Linked DNA regions of Mus musculus: all the other regions are linked to region 1. The links are chromatin contacts, called in public HiCAR-type, HiChIP or PLAC-seq and promoter capture Hi-C maps. All regions are on one chromosome and are shown on one strand. The core of a region is the stretch at or near the end of the contact, and the rest is flanking DNA. Distances in the headings are between cores, read along the strand shown.

Evidence for each region. HiCAR-type assays count read pairs that join an accessible place to other places. HiChIP or PLAC-seq counts read pairs in DNA pulled down with a chosen protein or histone mark. Capture Hi-C pulls out chosen DNA fragments and counts their contacts.
Region 2: a contact with region 1 is called in a FOXA1 HiChIP or PLAC-seq map of pancreatic cancer cells. The contact joins the promoter of Qrfp here to the promoter of Usp20 in region 1. A contact is called at or near these places in 2 of 39 promoter capture datasets (hippocampal neurons and liver) and 1 of 115 datasets of contacts at active chromatin or transcription factors (pancreatic cancer cells).
Region 3: a contact with region 1 is called in a FOXA1 HiChIP or PLAC-seq map of pancreatic cancer cells. The contact joins the promoter of Abl1 here to the promoter of Usp20 in region 1. A contact is called at or near these places in 2 of 115 datasets of contacts at active chromatin or transcription factors (astrocytes and pancreatic cancer cells).
Region 4: a HiCAR-type map of astrocytes shows a contact between it and region 1, with 2.8 times the contacts expected there. The contact joins the promoter of Wdr34 here to the promoter of Usp20 in region 1. A contact is called at or near these places in 3 of 39 promoter capture datasets (erythroid cells, hippocampal neurons and pre-B cells) and 1 of 115 datasets of contacts at active chromatin or transcription factors (astrocytes).
Region 5: a FOXA1 HiChIP or PLAC-seq map of pancreatic cancer cells shows a contact between it and region 1. The contact joins the promoter of Zer1 here to the promoter of Usp20 in region 1. A contact is called at or near these places in 5 of 115 datasets of contacts at active chromatin or transcription factors (astrocytes, double positive thymocytes, memory CD8 T cells and 2 more).
Region 6: an H3K4me3 HiChIP or PLAC-seq map of bone marrow-derived macrophages shows a contact between it and region 1, with 3 times the contacts expected there. The contact joins the promoter of Endog here to the promoter of Usp20 in region 1. A contact is called at or near these places in 2 of 39 promoter capture datasets (cranial neural crest and hippocampal neurons), 1 of 484 Hi-C or Micro-C datasets (CD4 T cells), 3 of 115 datasets of contacts at active chromatin or transcription factors (astrocytes, bone marrow-derived macrophages and embryonic stem cells) and 1 of 9 other capture datasets (liver).
Region 7: a promoter capture Hi-C map of adipose tissue shows a contact between it and region 1, with 5 times the contacts expected there. The contact joins the promoter of Miga2 here to the promoter of Usp20 in region 1. A contact is called at or near these places in 1 of 39 promoter capture datasets (the SN4741 cell line), 2 of 484 Hi-C or Micro-C datasets (CD4 T cells and muscle stem cells), 5 of 115 datasets of contacts at active chromatin or transcription factors (astrocytes, embryonic midbrain, large pre-B cells and 2 more) and 3 of 9 other capture datasets (adipose tissue, liver and macrophages).

The regions. Positions count from the first base shown.
Region 1 is chr2:30,980,997-30,983,696 of GRCm38.p6, reverse strand. It overlaps Usp20 (ubiquitin specific peptidase 20), which reads right to left and starts at 1,418. Exons shown (of 25, transcript NM_028846.5): 1 at 1,299-1,418. It overlaps BC005624 (cDNA sequence BC005624), which reads left to right and starts at 1,756. Exons shown (of 9, transcript NM_144885.2): 1 at 1,756-1,919; 2 at 2,155-2,214. The coding sequence starts at 1,837.
Region 2 is chr2:31,809,147-31,811,846 of GRCm38.p6, reverse strand. Qrfp (pyroglutamylated RFamide peptide) reads left to right here and starts at 1,267. Exons shown (of 2, transcript NM_183424.4): 1 at 1,267-1,440.
Region 3 is chr2:31,758,610-31,761,309 of GRCm38.p6, reverse strand. It overlaps Abl1 (c-abl oncogene 1, non-receptor tyrosine kinase), which reads right to left and starts at 1,371. Exons shown (of 11, transcript NM_009594.4): 1 at 1,195-1,371. The coding sequence starts at 1,273.
Region 4 is chr2:30,047,454-30,050,153 of GRCm38.p6, reverse strand. It overlaps Wdr34 (WD repeat domain 34), which reads left to right and starts at 1,275. Exons shown (of 9, transcript NM_001008498.2): 1 at 1,275-1,470. The coding sequence starts at 1,285.
Region 5 is chr2:30,123,288-30,125,992 of GRCm38.p6, reverse strand. Zer1 (zyg-11 related, cell cycle regulator) reads left to right here and starts at 1,382. Exons shown (of 16, transcript NM_001290503.1): 1 at 1,382-1,717.
Region 6 is chr2:30,170,062-30,172,805 of GRCm38.p6, reverse strand. It overlaps Endog (endonuclease G), which reads right to left and starts at 1,282. Exons shown (of 3, transcript NM_007931.1): 1 at 740-1,282. The coding sequence starts at 1,231. Gm31080 (a long non-coding RNA gene) reads right to left here. Exons shown (of 4, transcript XR_866091.1): 4 at 2,471-2,509.
Region 7 is chr2:30,362,914-30,365,768 of GRCm38.p6, reverse strand. Miga2 (mitoguardin 2) reads right to left here and starts at 1,536. Exons shown (of 16, transcript NM_001242407.1): 1 at 1,464-1,536.

The DNA.
Region 1 (2,700 bases), core at 169-2,668:
TTTCCTTGGAGGCACCAGAGAGGCCCAGTACCCTAGAGGTTAAGGGGTAAGGCATGGTTAGGCAGGGAAATTAAGAGCCACCTCTGAGCCTGTGAGAATTGTACACCCAAGTCCCTGGATTCATGCAGCAGTTCCCAAGGTGCCTCTTTTTCAGCCAACAGAGACATGGTGTCCAATGACTGCCATCGACATCTGAAGATGGTTGATCTAATCTCCAGTGGGGTCAAGACTTTTGATACTTAATGCCTCTTTGATCAAAGCTAAAAGGCTGTTTCAAGACATCCCGAGTTTTCTCTTTGTCCCAGTCTAAGGGGAATATGACAACTTCAGAAAAAAAAATGTTCTGGAAAAAAGCCAAGGCATGGCAGACATGCCCTCCCTGCTTCAGAATAGTCTTCTGGAAAAAGTGTCCATCAGCCCCTCCCCCAGCCCATAAGCTGGCACACCAGCTGCAGCAGCAGCAGGGAAGACCCACAGAGGCCCGCTGTCCCTGAAGCACACCCTGCAGCTGTGAAAGCTCTGTCCCCAACCCAGCCTCACCTCCCAGCTGCAGAACTTGAAGTACGGGTTACTTCTCTTACGCCTCGGTAGCCTCGTTTTTTGAAAGAGAGACCCAACTGCATCTACTTCGTGGGATTTGATGGAAGGCTTCTAGAAGAGACTGCTTACCCCAGTGCCTGCCACAGTTAAGTGTCGAGTAAGAAGCGCTGTGCTCCAGAGGAAACTAGTAATTAAGGAGTCCCTAAAAGTCCCATGTGAGCTATTACGCATGCACTTATCCATCTTATAAGTGTTTATAGACACCTTTAAAAACTAACTACCGTCGCAACATCTCGGGGGTGTAAGGTGCTTATGGCAGAGCGACAGTCCTCCAGGCCAAACGAGTCCTCCCAAGCTCTCAAAGAGCAGTCCCTGGCCTCTGAACGTCAGTGGTACCTCTCCTAGGGACGAATGGCTGCAGGCCAACCTGGTATGGACAGTCAGCACCGGGACTGATATTCACCCCCGGCAAGGTGATCAGCTTTTGTGAGTGAGGAATAAATGTGCACGTCCGAGCCCTGGAGCCCGAGTGGCCTCCTGCTGGCCTTCCAAGCGACGTGCGGCCTGCTCAAAAGCCAGAGCCGTGGGGGTTCGGGGCGGGCACGGGAGTCGGTGATGGGATGATAGGCGGCGGGGACCTCTTACCAGGTCCTGGCCGCCCCGCAAAGCCAGGCCTCCCCTGCTCCCAGCGGCTGGACGATGATCCCCGCTCTAGCGGCCCAGCCCCCGGCAGCAGGCAGCAGCCGTCAGAAACTCACCTGCCGTCGCAACCGCGCCGCCTGTCAGTCAAGCTAGCCCACCGCGGCGCTGCCTAGAGTCTTGTGGCTCTGCCTGCCACGCCCCGCCTCCTCACCGTCAGACGTCCAATCGGGAGAGCCTATGCCAGGAGCGGGGGCGGTGTCACAGGTCACAGCCTACTAGAGGGCGGTACCGGGCACGCCGGAGGCGTGGCCGTGCGAGTGGTGAGTGCCCAAGCATGCCGGGAGTCGGGGGAGTGGCCGTGCTGCTGGGGTTTCACCGTGTGGTTCGAAGGCCGTCCTGTTGAGCGGTGAGCATGGTTACTCGATGGGCGTGGTCGAGGGTGTGGCCACGCGGCAATACCTGCCCTTGCTTTTCGGAGTTCGGAGTGGTTGCCTGCCCTGCTGAGGCGGGGCCCTACGGGCTTGGGGTGTGGCCTGGCAAGGCGGAGGCGGGTCTGAGTGCAGCCGACGCTCTGACGACACTTCTGCGCGCCGGAAGAGAGAGGTTCCCTGGACTACGCGTCTGGTAACGCAGCGCCAAGGGTCTGGTTCCGCTATGCGGATTACTGGGAAAACATTCCGCCGGCGCCGGGCTGACTCGGAGTCGGAGGAGGATGAACAAGAATCAGAGGAGGTTCGGTACGTGTTGCTGAGACAGGCTTGGGACTGGATACCGGCCAGCGCCACGCAGAGGCTCCTAGGGATAAGGCCACATCGCGGCTGGGAGAGGTGCCCCGGGGTCGCATGGGTCTGACTGCCGATGACCACTGGATCAGGGACTCGGCAAAGGGACATGTCCTTAGAACGGAGTTTGGCTTTTGAGTTCCGCAGGTCTCAACCTGTGCGTCACTTTTTATTCCTTTTTTTCCCCCAGGCTAAAACTGGAAGAAACCCGAGAGGTGCAGAACTTGCGGAAGAGGCCAAATGGGGTGAGGTGGGTACCACGGGGGTGGTCGCGGCGTCATTGATTTCCAGCTAAAACAAAAATTTCCAGCTAGGGTCGCAGTCACAAATCCCTCCTTTGACATACAGTTCTACTGATCATAGAGGGAACTAAGGTTCTTTATAAATGTTTGTCACATGCCCTGAACCTGATGGTCTATGGGTCTGCTCCAAGTCACTAACTGTAAATTTTAGCTGGACTGATGAATTGTGATTGACAACGTGTTAAGAGATAAGAATTTGGGAAACTTAGGTTAAAAAGTATAATAAATAAACAATAGCCTGGTTTGGTGCAATCCTATCACAGGGAGTTTGAGGGCAACCTAGGCTTCATAAGAAGAATAAAGAAAAAGAAAAAAACTTGAGGTAGAGAGACAGCATTTATAATAATATTTCCATTTATTTCCCACCTATTTCTTTTTTAGTTTATCCCATGCTTTTAAAGAGTTAAATCATCATATTACTGTGAGCCTCTGAC
Region 2 (2,700 bases), core at 18-2,517, 830 kb before region 1:
TGCTGGCAAGGTCCCCCATCATGGCGGACAGTAGCTGAAGACACTGGGGCTCAAGGATCAGAGGGACAGATGCAGGCAGGAACCCAGGAGTGTGCCTGAAAAGCGCTTTGGGAGTCTGCCCAGCCCTCAGAGCCAAGTGTTTGATTAAAGCAAATGTCTGAGCTGGCCTCCCAGCCCCATAGTCACAGCACGGCAGGTGGGAGCCCAGTGTGAACTGAGGAACTGAGTGGGCCACAGGGGAAGGGTCCCACCCTACCATGCAGTTGCTGAATCCAGGGTGTGTGGGTGGGGCATTGTCATTAGTCACCGGAAGAACTGCACTGAGTAGTGGCCCTGGAATGGGCAGTGACCACACCTTGGCCAGAGCACCCGTGGTCAGCATCCAGAGGGAGTCTGGTAAAAGGAGGAGGCTATGGAGATGAGGTATCTACAGCCCCTGCAGACACACACTCACTGCGGTGGTGCCGGCCGGTAAGAACAGCACCCAGCCGTGGACTCAGCGGAAGAGAAGTCATGGTGTGTGGTTAGGGGTGGTGGTGACAGACAACCCTGTCCTTCCTGAGGGTGCCAGTGTGGGAGGAAGGCCTCATTACCTGCCCTACACCTTTGCCAAGTCTACACCTAGCTAACTCGATGCCTTATCTCCCAGCCACCTTGACAGCCACTGGGGAGGTAGGTATGATCATACTCCGCCATTTAGAAGGGCAGGCCCTGTGGCTTTATGTCTGGATGGGCAGCCAACTCTGGAAAGTATGACCAGCCATGAGGCCGCATGGTGAGAGAGACAGAACATACCACTGTTGTCACAGACTGAGTGTGTTGCTGGAGCTGTCGCCCGAGAGGGACCTGCTTAGCCATGAGTTCTAAACCTTGAACCCCTCAGAACCAAGAATTCCTGCCCAGTTTCATGTCTCCCGAGGCTCCTAAGGAGGGGTATATCATATACCAGAACACCTCATCTGCCTACAGAAGGGACTGGGTGTCCATGACCCTCCAAGCCCTCTCAGCAGTGAGGATGCTGCCTCTGTAAGCCCACCGTCTCTGGAGGGAGACCAAGGCAGGGCCACCATCAGGGTTCTCAAGAGTGGGCCTCCATGTCTCCACCGGGAACCTCCAGTGTCTGAGCCCGCGGTTGACCCGTGATGATGCTCTCTGTGCTGCAAGGGTGGCGCCCGCCACTCTTCATCAGACCACATCCTGTTTGCGTTGTCTCTTTGTCCTTTGGCCCACGGTGCCCCTTCCTTCACCACCAGCAGCCCCAAAGGAATCCTGGGGCTAGGAATGCATAGCAATCAGGCAGGCTGGGGCTCGCCTCTCCAGGGAGCTTTATAAAGCGGGGGAACCCCAGAGCCATGCCTGCTGGACCGGGACCTGAGCAGCTCTGCCTGACAACTGGGGTCCAGGGACTCACCTGCCCTTCTTAGAGCAGCCCTCAGCACAGTGAGTACAGCAAGGGACGGGAGGCCAGGCTCTCCAGGTGAGCTGGGTGCAGGCGGGTACAGCCAGCACCACGAGCCACACACCAGGAAGGGCGGGTGTGTGGGAGACCCGCAGCTTCATCCTCAGCTCAAGTTCCACCAGAGCCAGCCGGCCCTAGATGCCAGCCAGGAAGTATTAATCTCTGGGGATAAAGACCATTCCTGGTCCTCCCCTTCTATGGGGAGAAGGGAATGAGACTTGTCTGTCCCATGTGGGGGGCCCTGCCCTCTCCACCCGTGCCTGAGGAAGCCCCTTTAGCAGCAGCAGACTGGAGGCTACTCCAGGCCCTGGGGACTAGGGGGCTTAGCAAGCTGGATTTGGGTAGAAAGCAGGGCTGCTTTTGTTGTTGTTTTTGAAGCTTTCTGGCTGCGCTCACTTCTTTGAAATGTTTTCAAGGGAGCTGTTTCTGGAAAGAAGTCGTCCCCCCTGTCCCCCCCCCTCCCCCCTCCGTCCCCCGCCACTTCCAGCTTCAGGGGCTTCCTCAGAGGATGAGCCAGCTCGGCTCAGCTCACCCATGGTCACTGCAAACACAAGCATCCTCTGTGAGGGAAGGGAACAGTTCCCACCAAGGGATGTGGGGGGGGGGACCTCGAGACAATGAGACAGGTATGGGGGCACAGAGTAATGAGGCTACCTTGAATTCAGCTCTCTTTCTTATAAAGCTGTAGGACCTAGGGCAAACCCTGAGGCTCTCTGTGCCTGAGGTCCTAGGGGGGGTGGCCCCGGGGTTGGTGGGCTGGATGGCTATCATCAGGAAGCAATCATTTCCCTAGAGACTGGCACAGGGAGAAACCACACTGACATTAGAGCCCAGAGCTGTGTGGTGGGGCAGCGTTTGCTGTAGACAGACTTACTGTACAGAGAAACCCATTCACCAGAGCCTGTCCTGCCCAGTGGGAGCTCAGTGGGTGCTGGCTGTCCCCAGCCTTGCCTCTAGCTCCTCCCCAGGTAGGAGTTTGACTTACACAAGGGCCACCAGGCCCATTTCCCCCTCCCAAGAGCAACTTGTTCCTGAATTAGGGAGACAGTGGGGTTTCCCAGCAGAGCTGCTAGACCTATTCATTATCAAGTTGAAAACACGGCAGCTTCTCACTCTGCCTACGGCCCAAGAGTCAATAATTATAATAGAAAATTGAACCCAAATGCACACAGCCCCGAGGGCCACCCGGGTACCTCTGCAAGCCAGCTGGCAGCTCTGGTATTCCAGTACTGAGCCACCAA
Region 3 (2,700 bases), core at 122-2,621, 780 kb before region 1:
GGAAAAAATAAGCAACGCATTAACTGAGGATGATTCTGGCCGCTCAGATGCCAACTCTGGGGACAAATAAACCATCTCCCTCCCTCTAAGTGGTAGGCCCTGAGCTCATGCCATCCACACCAAGCTCCTCTCAGGAATCCAGGCCCTGAAATCCCCGGAGGGGCTGAAATCTTACTGTGACTTATAGCGAAGTCCCTTATACTCCCTTCTAGCAAAGGGAGAACATCCTCTACCCGAGCTGGGCACCTAAGTCTGAGCTGGGTCATGTGGGGCCCTGTAGGTCTTTGAGTCAAAGACTTGGAAGGGGGGTCGGGGAAGCAGGTTAGATATTGAAAAGCCTTCAATTCTTTACAATTCAAAACAGTAGAAATCCAAATTGCTCTGAAGAAAACTTTACATTTTTACTCCTATCTTAACTCTTACATGAAACAGCCAGAAAAGCCAGGGCACCACACATCTGTGAGTGCTTCTGCCCTTCTGAAGAAGGCAGCAGTCCCCACAAAGGTCAGCTATACTCTAACAGGCCTGGCCACAGCCGAGTCCCCAGCACTCACCACTCACCCTTTTCCCTTGCCATCCTTTTAGACCCAAACACTAAAGACAACAGGAAGGAGGCATGGAATTGGAGGAGCAGGGTAAAGCAGGCAAAAGCAACAGGCTCCTGGCTCTAAGTTTATGCAAAGAACAAAACATGAGGGGCTCCCTCACCAAGCATCAAACTGGAAGCTCTCAAAACTCCTGGAAATACAAGCAAAACCATTCTTTCTCTTCTAAAAAGAGACAATCCCCAAGACCTCTTCATGGTCTGCAGAAAGGTGGGGGTGGGGGTGGAAAGTTCACATGAAATTCTGTACCCATAAATGGTAGAGCGGGATCCCTTTGTACGCGGCACTTGGTGTAGGTCCACCTTTGTGACATACAATTCCCAGTTGGCAGTGGAAACACCACAACGTGGGCTCACAAGGACCTTAAGGCCTGTGGCACTGACTTTTTCAAACTTTCTGGGCAGGAGCCACACTATGCGCTTGGGCCCCGCCAGCGCCAAAGCCGCGGCTCTCTCTCTCTTTCTGGAAGTCCGAATGAGCCACCAGCACCCGCAGAGGCCTCAGAGGGAGAAGACTGGGGACCTAGAACACACAGGGCACGGGCGGGCAGGACAGTCCTGGTGGGCCCCGCGCCCAGGCCAGGATTTACCTTCCAGGTAGCAGCTGGAGGACGAAGAGAGCCCCTTCTTGGATTTGCAGCCCACCAACTTCAAACAGATCTCCAACATGGTCCCGTGGCCACGGCGAAGGCCCCACCACCCCGGGCCCCCAGCCCCGCCAGGCCGCGCTCCCAGCAGGCCCGCGCCCAGGCCCGCGTCCCGCCTCCCGCCTCCCGCCTAGGCCGGTAACAAAGGGCCCAGCGCCCCGCCCCAGCCGTCCCTTAACCCCTTCCAGGCCAAGGGAAGGCTCCACGCCCTCCCCAGCTGCGTAGCTGCGCTGGCGTAGCCCCTGCCCCTGCCGCGTGTCCGGGAAGGTCGGTGGAAATGCAAATTCCTCTCAAGTTACCAGGACTGGTCTCGGGGAGCGACTGTGATTAAACCTAAAGTGGGTATCTGAGGAATGTGAACAGTCAGGGCTGGAACCCACAGGAATACCGAATACCGGACGCGGGTCCAACCACCCATTTAGACCTGGAGTTGTGAGTTTAAGCTTAGGGAAATGTCTCTATGGTGCGTGTTCATTGTGGGCTGGAATGGCGGTCCTTCCTGACCTCATTTTTACAAGAATTTCCCCTGTTTTTGGTGCCACAGGTAATGTTTGAATCCATTTCACGGTGAGTTTTTGTTTTCCTAAACGCTAGCTCGAGGTTACCAACAAGATTTTAACTAAGCAATGGTCACAGCAGTGGACTACTGGCACTAAGTTGGTGGGAAACAAGGACCCCAACTACAACAAATCTAATAAAAACTCACCCAAGTTCCAATGACAAGGGAAAAATAAACTTATGAAATAATGTCACATAACTAAAAGTCTGGTCCCCATCCTTGCACTTGAAGAGCTGACTGTCCCAGGATGGTTCTCTGAGAAGTGCTCCATGTGCCTTGGTACCCAGAGGGTGCGTGCACCTAATCCTGTGAGGAAAGTTATATCATGACCCAGATTCTTCATGTGAGAACAGACACTCCAGAAGGTCACATGGTGGAAACCAGAAGACTCAACTCAGTCAGGGTCTGCCTGGTTCCAAAGTTTGGTCTCTTGGCTTCTAAGCAGACTGTACCGGATAGCTAGATCCATGACAAAAGTTATCACCTGCCGGGCGTGGTGGCCCACGCCTTTAATCCCAGCACTCAGAAGGCAGAGGCAGGTGGATCTCTGAGTTCGAGGCCAGCCTGGTCTACAGAGTGAGTTCCAGGACAGCCAGGGCTATACAGAGAAACCCTGTCTCGAAAAGCAAAAGAAAAAAAAAAAAAAAACAGTGCCATGACTGTGCCTGTGACAGGCCTCTCAGCCAGGATGTCACACACTTTTCGTGCTAATCAACCCAAAAATGTGTCTGTGCCAAAAATGTGTCTGAAGCCAAGTGGACCTACTTTGCTGCCAGAACAGGCCTCACAAGTACCCAGGGGACTTTCAGAACTCACGCCATTCAATCTCCTGGAGAAAAGGACCAGAGTGCCCAGGAGGCAAGGGTACCAACTGGATACTTTCCTGATCC
Region 4 (2,700 bases), core at 26-2,525, 930 kb after region 1:
ATTATCCCTCCCAGTGCTGCTAATCTAATCGGCCTTCCTGGCCTTGGCTGCTCTGCTGAGGGGCATCCTGTCCCTGGGTGGTGCACTGAGAACAGGACCACGGCAGGCTTCCTAGTCTCAGAAAAGAGGAAATAGACCCAGAGGCCTAAACTAGCAGATGGTTGTCTAGAGGCTCCAGGCTTGGTTTGGGGGATCAGGCAAGCCACCTGTAAGATCTTACTGGGTGACTTTGGACGATTCCATATCTGACTGTAAGAGGCACAGGAGTAATAACAATTGAGCTATAGGGGTAGTTCATTGGTAGAACATAGGAGCTGGCATGCAGAAAGCCCGGGGTTCAACCCCAGCACTTCAAAAAGCAAACCAGCTAACTAACAAGCAAGCACACGGAAGGCTAAGGATTTAATAAGATAAACACTCATTTCTAAGCCTCTGCCGGCAGTGGTGGCGCACGCGTTTAATTAATCCCAGCACTCGGGAGGCAGAGGCAGGCGGATTTCTGAGTTCAAGGCCAGCCTGATCTACAAAGTGAGTTCCAGGACAGCCAGGGCTATACCGACAAACCCTGTCTCGAAAAACAAAAGAAACAAACAAAAAAACCCAAACAAACATAAGCCTTTGGGTGCTTGGCTTGACACACTATAGGCACGCACTAACTTGTAGTTAACATTTCGTGTGTGTTGAGGACTGAACCTGGGGCCATCTATCATTGAGATCAACTTCTCCTGTGGTTAGTCTCGAATTTTAATTTAACAAGCATTTTATTTTATTGTTTATGTAAATTTATTATTAGGCCTCCCATCCATTCAATCCCACGTTCGATCTGTGTATGATCTATTTCATTCCATTCATTGGAAATGATGCCAACTCAAATGGCGCAAAGTACAGTTCTGGAGTAGTCGGCTGCTTCCAGCCCGGCCGGTTCTCCGGACCAGCATGGCCCACTAGGCCTGCGGCGGTCCTGCCTCTGCGCCCGGCCGCTCAGCGCCATCTTTGAACCTGGAGCCCACGCCTCACTTCCGCTCTTTTCCTTATACCACGAAGAGCTGTTCCGGACCCCCAAATGGCCTCTGGGCATAGGGCAATCCCAAATCGCTGCGGTTTTGTTGTATTGGCTGATAAACATTTTCATTATTTTTCTTCTGGGCCTTAAAGACGATGCTGTAACCAGTTCAAAAACGGCGCCCACAGCTTCACTTCCTCTCGTCGGACTTCCGTTTGTGGGGGGCGAACCCGCTAAGGTCACGTTCCAGGGCGCAGGCGCGAGAGGGCGGGACCGTCGCCATGGCAATGTGCGCGTCGCCCAGGCCTTTTCGGCGCGTTGGAAGCGCTGGAGCTGCTGCCCTGGCTGCTGGCGGGGCTGGCGGCGCCGAACGGCGAGGGCGGCCTGCGCCTCTTCAGGATGAGACCCTGGGCGTGGCGTCCGTGCCCTCGCAGTGGAGGAGCGTCCAGGGGATCCGCGGGGAGACGGTGAGGGCGCGGGCCCGCTATGGCAGCGCGGGCGGGAAGGCCTGGCGCAGCGTTGTGTTTTCACGGCTTTTTTGTTTTTGTTTTTTCGAGACAGGGTTTCTCTGAGTATCCATCCCTAGCTGTCCTGGAACTCAGAGATCCGCCTGCCTCTGCCTCCCAAGTGCTGGGACGAAAGGCGTGCGCCACCACTGGTCCGCGTGTTTTCATGTTTTAATGAAAAAACTCACAGATGCTTTCGCGTTAGCCTTTTTTTCGGTCTCTGAGGAGAAAGAAACCAACCAACGAAAACAAACAACAACAAAAGCAAACCAGGACAACAGAACTCTTAGGGGTCCCATGCTGTCGTTAAATGACATGTAGTTAATTTACATGGTGGATCGTGCACGTGTCACAGCGCCTGTGGAGGTCAGAGGAGAACTTTACACAAGGTTGTTATTTCTTTGCACCACGAGGGGCCTGGGAATCCAACTCAGGGTGTCATGCTTGGCTAAGTGCCCTTACCAGCTGAGCCATTTTTGGAAGTTTTTTTTTTTTTTTTTTTTTTTGTGAATAGCAGTTTTTAGGCATTTCAACTTGACATTATTGGTGTTTGAAATGGTCAGATACCTTGAGGGCTAGCTTGAACGGTTTTCTATGTTCCTTTGTTGTTGTTCTTTTGTTTGTTTGTTTGCTTTTGTTTTTGTGAGACATGAGTTTCACTGTGTGCCCTGGATGTCTTGAAACTTGCTCTGGAAACTAGGCTGGCCTTGAACTCAGAGATTGCTGGAATTAAAGGCCTCTCTCACCACTGCCCTGCTATGGTTTTCTAGTGTAACCCAAAAACATACAAATAATGAGATAACGGAGGCCTGATGCTGACCAACTGGTGTGTTAGGGATTCATCAGCAGGGAACCTGGAGATAGCTGCTTTCCCGGTGGTTGCAAGGATTACAGTAAGCCATGTATGTAGACAATGTACTGTAATGCCACATCGGTGTGTCATGTTACCGACAGAGCAGGGCTGAGGAACTGTTGGAAAAATGGATGTTGAGTGGCATTTGAGAAGACCAGATCAAGCGTGAGCACTGGCCGACTCTGGAGCTGGGGTCAGCACATTTGTTTGAGGTGTTGGAAGGGGCTGGAGAATCCTTGAGGAAAAGGGAGAGTGGTCCCAGGTTAGGCCAAAATGGGTAAGTAGAGACAGGTCAAGTAAAGTCTTGAAGAACTCACAAACGAAGACTGCTGTTGACC
Region 5 (2,705 bases), core at 133-2,632, 860 kb after region 1:
GACTTCCTGAACCTATTTTGAGTTATTTACCTTCCTACTTAAGGTATCTACTTTCTCTTTTCTTTTATTTTTTCTCCTTTTCTTGTTTTGTTTTTTGTTTTAGAGACATGGTTATTTTGTGTAGTTTTGGCTGTCATGGAACTAGCTTAAACTAACGGAATCTGCCTATCTCTGCTTCCTGAGTGCTAAGATTAAGGTGTATGTATAGTATTTTGTGTGTGTGTGTGCGCGCGCTCAATGATAGAATTCCTGTCTGCCACAGGACCTGGGTTTGAGCCTCCACATCCCCTCCCTTCTTTCTCTCTAACCTCACTCCAGGGCATTCCTTAAGCAAAAAGTGTTGTTAGTTTACCAGATGTGGAGGGCAGTAAGAAAAATGTTTAAGCCTACTGCCTGATTGTTTGAGCTTAGAATGACAGAGATGCAAAGAGCCCACACTGATTTCAACTGTGAACGTTCTGGACAGGAGACCAGAAGGAAACAATTTACTGAGGGACTGGGTAAGGAGAGAAGGTAGATGAAAAGTCTGGATGCCCTGATTGTGAGACTGCAGAAGGAACGAAGGGATTTGTGTTCGGAGGCTATGGTAGAAATCAAGAGAAGAAATGGTGATGGGGCCAGTGAGATGGCCCAGCATGTAAGGGTGCTTGGTACAAGCATGGTGAGGACTGAATTTGATCCCTGAAACCAACGTGGCTGGTGTAGAGAACCCTCTCCAGCCAACAGTGCTCTGATCTCCTGCACATGTGCATATGCATGCACACATATAAATAAATGGGAAAAAAATCTTAAAATGAAAAGGAAGTATAGACCAGAGAGCTTGTTCGGTTCCTACGTTTGTGGGGCTTACAACTACCTGTAACTTCAGCTTCATGGGCTCCGGGGCTATTGTCCTCAGCAGGCAGCTGCCGTCACGTGCATAAGCACATATACACTTATGTACATAATTAAAATAATATTTTTGAAAGATAAAATGATGGACAGTAGGGCACTATTGGAGGAAGAGAGAAACAACTGTTAAGAGATCCTTGGTGACTAGAAGAAAACGCAGTGGCCAAGAACAGCCTCACTCCTGCTATCTGACAGCTCCTGGGTGAATGGCCCTTTTCGTGAAGGAAAGAAGGAGGAGCACATTTTGAGGGGCAATGTGGTGGCTGCTTAGAGACCGCCCAAAAGACGTCGGGTTGGGCACCGGGTGAGTCAGCACTAACTAGGTAAGATGGAGTCAATCCTGTCCTGAACCTGCTCCTGCGAGTTAGCCCCTCGCTAGAAGGAACCCTGGAAGCTAACGTGGAGACTGGGGCCTCAGCTTGGGCAGGAGCAGCCCAGAGAACCCGGAACCTTCAGCCGCCTCCGCCCACGTTCGCGGCGGGACAAGACGAGAGAACCCCTCCTCTGCTGCTAAGGGGCGGCCCGGAAGTGACGCTTTGTTGACAGCACACCCGCAGCCACAGGCTCTCCAAGCCTTCGGAACAGGATCGGGGGGAGGGGCTGGGCCCGGAGCCAAGCAGCCGGCGGCCCGAGGGCAAGGGAACGGCCTCCGTCCGGGGCTCCGGTCGCAGCATTCCCGCCCTGCCCCGCCCCGCCCCGCCGACCCGGACCCGGACCGGATCCGACCTCCTGCGGCGCTTTGGCCGCCGATTCCCCCGGGCCGCAGCCTCCGCTTGTAAGCCTGCGAAGCATCCTGTCTCCCCGTTGAGGGCCGCCCCCTCCTAGGGTACGTCCTAAATGCCGAGCCAAGAGACGTACCTGCATCCTTTTCTTCACCCTGTCTCAGGGTCTAAGCATTGTCGCTGCGACTCCTTGCAGAGGTCCACCACAGGCTAGTGGTGGGATGGCGCTCGTCGCCTGCCACCCAGGTCTGAGGATTTTGCCTTGAAAATTGAGCTCTCTCTAGAATGAGAACGACGCTCGCCCTTGCAAAATGGGGGCTCAACGTAGGGCTTAGGAGGCCAGCCTCTGCCCCTCCTACCTGTTGGATGAGTTTAGGTCTTCTCCCAACCCCCGAAGCCGTGCTACTTAAAAGCTTAGGGATGGCTTGGCTCCTGGATCAGCTCCCAAAATGCGATGCCAAGGTACAAGATAGTGCAACAGGGTCGGAAAAGAGCGGGTGGGCTTGCTGAAGATCAATGGCTCCCATAGGTGAGGTGAAACTAAAACTGACCGCTCTGGCTAGCTCTGGGTAGATTTAGCTGCTCTTTAACCAGTCAAAGCTTCCCCGGGTTTGCTTGTGCCTTGTGTGTATGACAGAGACGGGAGGGGGAGCAGAGGGTTGGGGGTAGTGGTGCCTAATGCCTGGGAAAAGCTAACTCAATGATGTTTCTGACAGAATGGTTCTCTACAGGCTTCAAGTTAGAGTGACCGGTGGAGATAGCATTGAAAGGGGGGTCACAGAAGCTATGCTTTGACCAAGAGGTTCTTGTTAGGTATGAAGGGTCGATGTGCTTTGCCTTATTCAGTAAATAAACGTACAACATGTTTGATAGTAATAGGTGTCACGAAGCAGAGACTGGGACCTCTGTATAGAATGGTCAGGGAAGGTCTCTAATGAGGTTTCTGTCTGAGCAGAGATGAGTGAGGTAGAAAGTCATTACAGCTTTCTGGGGGCTCAGCATTCAGCAGCAGGCGCAAAGATCCTGTGGTGGCAAGAGAACCCGCTTGGGTCTGAATGAAGGAGGCAGAGTGGGTGGCAAGGAAATCAAGTG
Region 6 (2,744 bases), core at 33-2,532, 810 kb after region 1:
ACCTTCCATTAGGCATGCCCCAGCTCTTAATGTCAATGCCCAAACATTTGAAGGACAAGGGCTCAAAGAAGGGCTCCCTCCTTACGGCTCTGTGACTACAGTTTTTGAGCCAGTGCTAGCCACACTCCATTCCTGGCACTCCAATGCTCTAAGCTTTCCCCATCTCAAGGGAAGGAGGAAGGAGGGGACATTAGTCATTCAGAGACCCCCAAGGTCTCTTGGAACTCCCAAACCTTAGGTCAAGCTCTAAAGGCACGGGGACTGGACAGTGCTGGTGTGCACCTTTAATCCCAGCACTCAGGAGGCAGAGGCAGGCAGATCTCTTGAGTTCCTGGGCAGCCTGGAAAATCGAGCAACAAAAGGTGTGGGGTGGGATATGGTCTCCTGTCCATCTCCATCCACTGGGTGGATGTCCCAGGAACCTACTTCACAATCAAGACCCTGCTGGGAGCAGGTGCAGTGCTAACAGTGTGCCCTGGAGGCCTGACTGGCCCTAGGCCAGCAGGGTAGACTGAGGAGTCAAGCTCCCGGGTTCCCTGAGGAAGCACACTGGGTGGCTTGCTGACAGGCATTGCTGCAGCCCGTCACTACTTGGTGCACTGCTTCCCACGGGAGGCTGAAGAAGGATAAACCCCGGATTCTGCAGTGCCACTGTAAGATTCCTCCCTCCCGCCACGGTGCACGTGTAAAGTAAGATCTAGACGCTGCAGTCGGGCGGGCGACCAGGGTCCGAGACTACCTGAGGCGCTACGTTGCTCAGGTAGAAGGTGTCGTCCATGGCCCGCTGACTCCAGCGGTGGTTGGCGGCGGCGGCCAAATGGCCGCGGTCAAAGCCACTGCCGCGGTAGTCCGCATTGGTGGCGCGGTGGTACGCGTGCACAGAGTCATCCTCGCGGAAGTCGCAGGCGCTACGGTCCCCGTCGCCACGGAGCCGCTCTGGCCTCAGCTGCTCCAACACCCAGAGCGCACCGCGCGTGCGCGGGTCGTAGCTAAGCACGTAGGACTCGCGGCTCCGGAGCTGCGCCACGCCGGGCAGCCCGTACTTGGCCAGTTCCCCGGTGCCGCCCGCCGGTCCCCCCGGCAGCGCGGGAAGATCGGCCGCGACCACCGGCAACAATGGCACTCGGCCCAGCAGCCCCGGCGCTTTGCCCTCCCGCCGCCGCCAATGCTCTGCCGCGGCGCCCAGCCCCGCGCCCAGCGCTAGGGTCAGGCCGGCCCGCAGCGCGCGCATGCCTACCGGAGGACAAGGACGCTACTGATGTTAGCACAGAGTGAAGGAGCCTGTGCTGGCGTGGCCCCCGACGCCCTTCAGCTGCCCTTTTAAGACGTAGCTGGGTCCTGGTGCCGCCCTACTCGCTTGCCATTGGTCGTTCCACGTCGGGCTCCGCCTCGCCATGTACACCTCACATGGCCCTGCTTTTAAACAGGACAGAACCCCAGATCTGTCAGACCCCTCAGGTGCACCCACCCTCCTGCCACCAAACGAGCGAAGGATTTCTCTAGATTGATTAACAGAAGAATGCAGGTGTAGCTATTGATAGCCGCCTGGAACCTAAGCTTGCTATATAAGGTTAGAGAAAATAGCTATGCTAGGGTCATACTTTTCAACCCACTTAAAGGGTTTGGCCTGGGAAGTATGTTGTGTTGGCCAATGTTTCCTGTCCGTAGGTCAGGGGCTGGCTAAAGATATTTCCTACATTTCAGATGGAATAGTATTTAACTTATGAATATTTTAAGACATCAACTTCCTTACAACCTATTAAGACGGAGGAAGACCGATACATAAAAACTGAAGAAAATAGGGCTGAGAGTGTACAGTCAGAGCCACACTCATTAGCATGGGACAAAACCAATTATACATTAAAAGATAATTGGGGGATGGCTGGGGGGATGGCTGAGGGGTTAAGAGCTCTTCCAGAGGTCCTGAGTTCAGTTCCTAGCAACCACGTGATGGTTCACAACCATCTGTAATGGGATCAGATGCCCTCTTCTGGTGTGTCTGAAGACAGTGTATTCATATCCATAGAATAATTCTTTTTGTAAAAGGATTTATTTATATATTACATATACAATGTTCTGCCTGCACGATACCTGCAGTCCAGAAAAGGGCACCAGACTTCATTATGGATGGTTATGAGCCACCATGTGGTTGCTGGGAATTGAACTCAGGACCTCTGGAAGAATAGCCAGTGCTCTTAACATCTGAACCATCTCTCTAGCCTGAATAATAATTTTTTTTCTTTTAAGATACATTGGGAAATAGGGCATCTGCAGGTGTTGATGGGTAAGAAGGCAATGGAGGGAAATCATACAAATACCGTGTACATGTGTGAACATGTTATGATGAAACTTGGGCTTGTTTGCTTGGTTGGATTTTTTTAGACAGGGTTTCTCTGTGTAGTCCTGGCTGGCCTGGAACTCACTCTGTAGACCAGGCTGGCCTCGAACTCAGAGATCCGCCTCCCTCTGCCTCCTAAGTGCTGGAATTTAAGGTGTATGTCACCACAGACTGTTGAAAAAATGAAAAAAAAAAGACAAAGTTGTAGACTGGAGACATGGTGCAGCAGTTCAGAGCACATGTTGGTCTAGCAATGGACCCAGGTTCAGTTCCCAGCACCTATATGGTGGCTCACAACCATCTGTAACACCAAAGGATTTGTAGGCAAACACCTATATAGACAACATAATTTTGTTTTGTTTTGTTTTTTAAAGATTTATTTATTTATTATATGTAAGTACATTGT
Region 7 (2,855 bases), core at 287-2,786, 620 kb after region 1:
AAAGCCAGATGAGATGTTTGATCACATATTCTGAGACCCCAAGACCCTGCAGCAGGGGTCTTGTTCAAGTTCAAGGATGCTTTCTGAGATCTTCAGAGGAAGGAACACCATAGGCCAGGACAGACCCTGTCTCTCTGGGATGATGACCAAAAGTCACTAGGCCAGCACAAGACATGAACAAGGAACAGATTATCCTTGGTGAGTGGGGGAAGGCATACAGCCCTATCAGGCTGGCCCTAGGGCTGTGGGGGGAGGGGAGAGGGCAAGAGGGCTGGCAGGCAGAGTGAGGTTCAAGGGCTAAAGAAATTGCCACACTGTCAAGGGCAGGGTACATTTTTGCCTAGAGGTTAAGTGGGCTATGATGTGCCTCCAGCCTGGCAGGGCACTGAGTGAGAGACAAGGACATCAAATAGCAGGAGATATACTTCTCAGAGCATTTCAACAAGCCAGCGCACTAGCTCTCTGTGAGGCCTCAGTGGAGTCCTTCTCAGAGCACGCAAGGATAGGAATACTGAGGCTTTGAGAGATGAGGACCGAGGCTGGGCCGAGCACCCTAGCCATTGCCTGCTGCTTGCTTGTATCAAACCTGAGGGCCTTGAACGTCTGGGAAGGCCACCTGGTATTAGAGGTGAGCCTATTCTAGGATCCAGGCAGGAGGAGAGAGGGAAGGGGAGGCCTGGCATCTGTTTGCAGGTGAGTCCAGTTAGCCTTGTCTGTGCCCAAGAGGAAGGAAGGGTCCAAGCTCATCATCATATCCTACCTGTCTCTCTATTCTAATGCTGGCCACCAATCCTGCTCCACATTCTTGAGCAGGTAGGTTATCTGCTCCTCCACCCTGGCACCTTAGGCCTGATATCCCGGCTTTCCAATCCAGGCCCTCCTCTTTTGTGCAAGCCAACCCTACTAATTGGCCTGAGCATTCTCTCGTCCCACTTTGACCTGGCTGTGTTATCAGAACCAGGCAGTACTACAGCTCACTCTGCCTCATGTCCTGTTTGTCCCACCCCTGCACATCTCTGTGGGATCCCACGCAGCCGGGCATTGGGCAACCCCACAGTGAACATCAACAATATTCCAAGCTTCAGTATCTGCTCCTTGCGGAGCCTGGGCAGGGACCTTCCTGCTTTGGCCCCGACCTCCCTAGGACATCCTTGACCGCTGTCCACATACAGCGCTGCCCACAGCCGGCACACCTGGGGGGGGAGGTGCCCGCGACCATACTTTTAGATGCTCGCAGCGTTCCAGGCCCGGGAGTCTCCTCTCTGACCCAGCTCCTTTCTCGTTCCACCCACGGAGCCACGCATCCTCTCGAGCCGCCTGGTCCAGGGGATCCACTCATCCCACCTTGGACACCTTCGCGGGCTGGCTGGATCGCAGACCCCGGCGTGGGCCGGGTTCCATGCTCCGCAAGCCTCGCTTCTAGCCCTGCTGATCTGGTCGCCCGCGCAGTGGCCGTCACTCACCAGGGATCCCATCGCTGGGGAAGGGCAGCGTCTCCTTTCCAGGCGGCAATACAACCAAACCACGCCGCTGGATGGGGAAGGCGTGGCCTCGGGCCGGCCAACACAGCTCTGACCAATGAGCGTCTCCATATCGCTCCGCATCGGCGAGGCCCTTGGCCAATGGGGTGAGCTACGTGATCACGCAGACTCCGCCTCCCTCGCTTTTCGCACCGCCCCCTAAGTGTGGTTGCAGTGTGGAATGTCCTCTTCTCTCCTCCGATTGGTCACTAGGATTAGACAGACACACGGACACTAAAAAGGCGGTGGAGTTAGTGGACACCTGGGGCTTTCTGGGAAGCAGCTGCTTAGAGAGTCTCTGCCACACGCTGGTCCTCAGCGTTGTTGTCACTGGGATGTCACACCTGATTACCAAACTCCTGCGCTACACATACTCTCACACCAACAGGCACACACGCATGCACGCACACGCACATCTACAACCCTTATTTATGCATGGTTTGGTTTGGTTTCTTGGTTTTGGATTTTTTTTTTTTTTTTTTTTTTTTTTTTTTTTTTTTGAGACAGGGTTCCTAAAGGATCTATGCTTTGGAGACTAGCAGGTTTTGTATGTTTGTTTTTTAGTTTGGTTTGGTTTGGGGTTTTGGTTGGTTGGGTTGGTTTTTGGTTTTTTTTGTTTTGTTTTGTTATTTTCTGAGGCGATTTTTTTTTTGTGTAGCCCAGGCTGTCCTGGAACTCCTGCCCTCTGTTGGGATTAAAGCCAGGTGTCACCACCGCACTGCCCGCTGATCTTGAATTCTTGATCCTCCTGCCTCCAATCGCCTGAAGTGCTGGAATTATTGGGGTTTTTTTTGTTTGTTTGGTTGGTTGGTTTGGTTTTTTGGGTTTCTCTCTCTCTCTCTCTCTCTCTCTCTCTCTCTCTTTCTTTCTTTCTTTTTCGAGACAGGGTTTCTCTGTGTAGCCCTGGCTGTCCTGGAACTCACTTTGTTGACCAGACTGGCCTCGAACTCAGAAATCTGCCTGCCTCTGCCTCCCAAGAGCTGGGATTAAAGGCGTGCACCACCACTGCCCGGCGAAGTGTTGGAATTATATACAAGCATGTGAAACTCTGCCCAGCTACATCCAAATTCTAAATTAGTAAATAATTATTATTTGAATATCAGGGGAAAAAAATAAAGGCCAAAGTGAACTTTTTTGGTAAAAGGTGCAAGTAGTGCCTATATAGGCCAGAAGAGGGCGACCTCTGATCGCCTGGAACTGGAGTTACAACTGAGAGGAATTCTGTGGGTGCTGGGAATTGAACCCTAGTTCTCTGCAAGAACAATACACTGGGCTTACCAATTGAGCCATCTCTCCAGCCTCCAGTTACTGATCCTTTTCAGCCAGTGTGAGTTA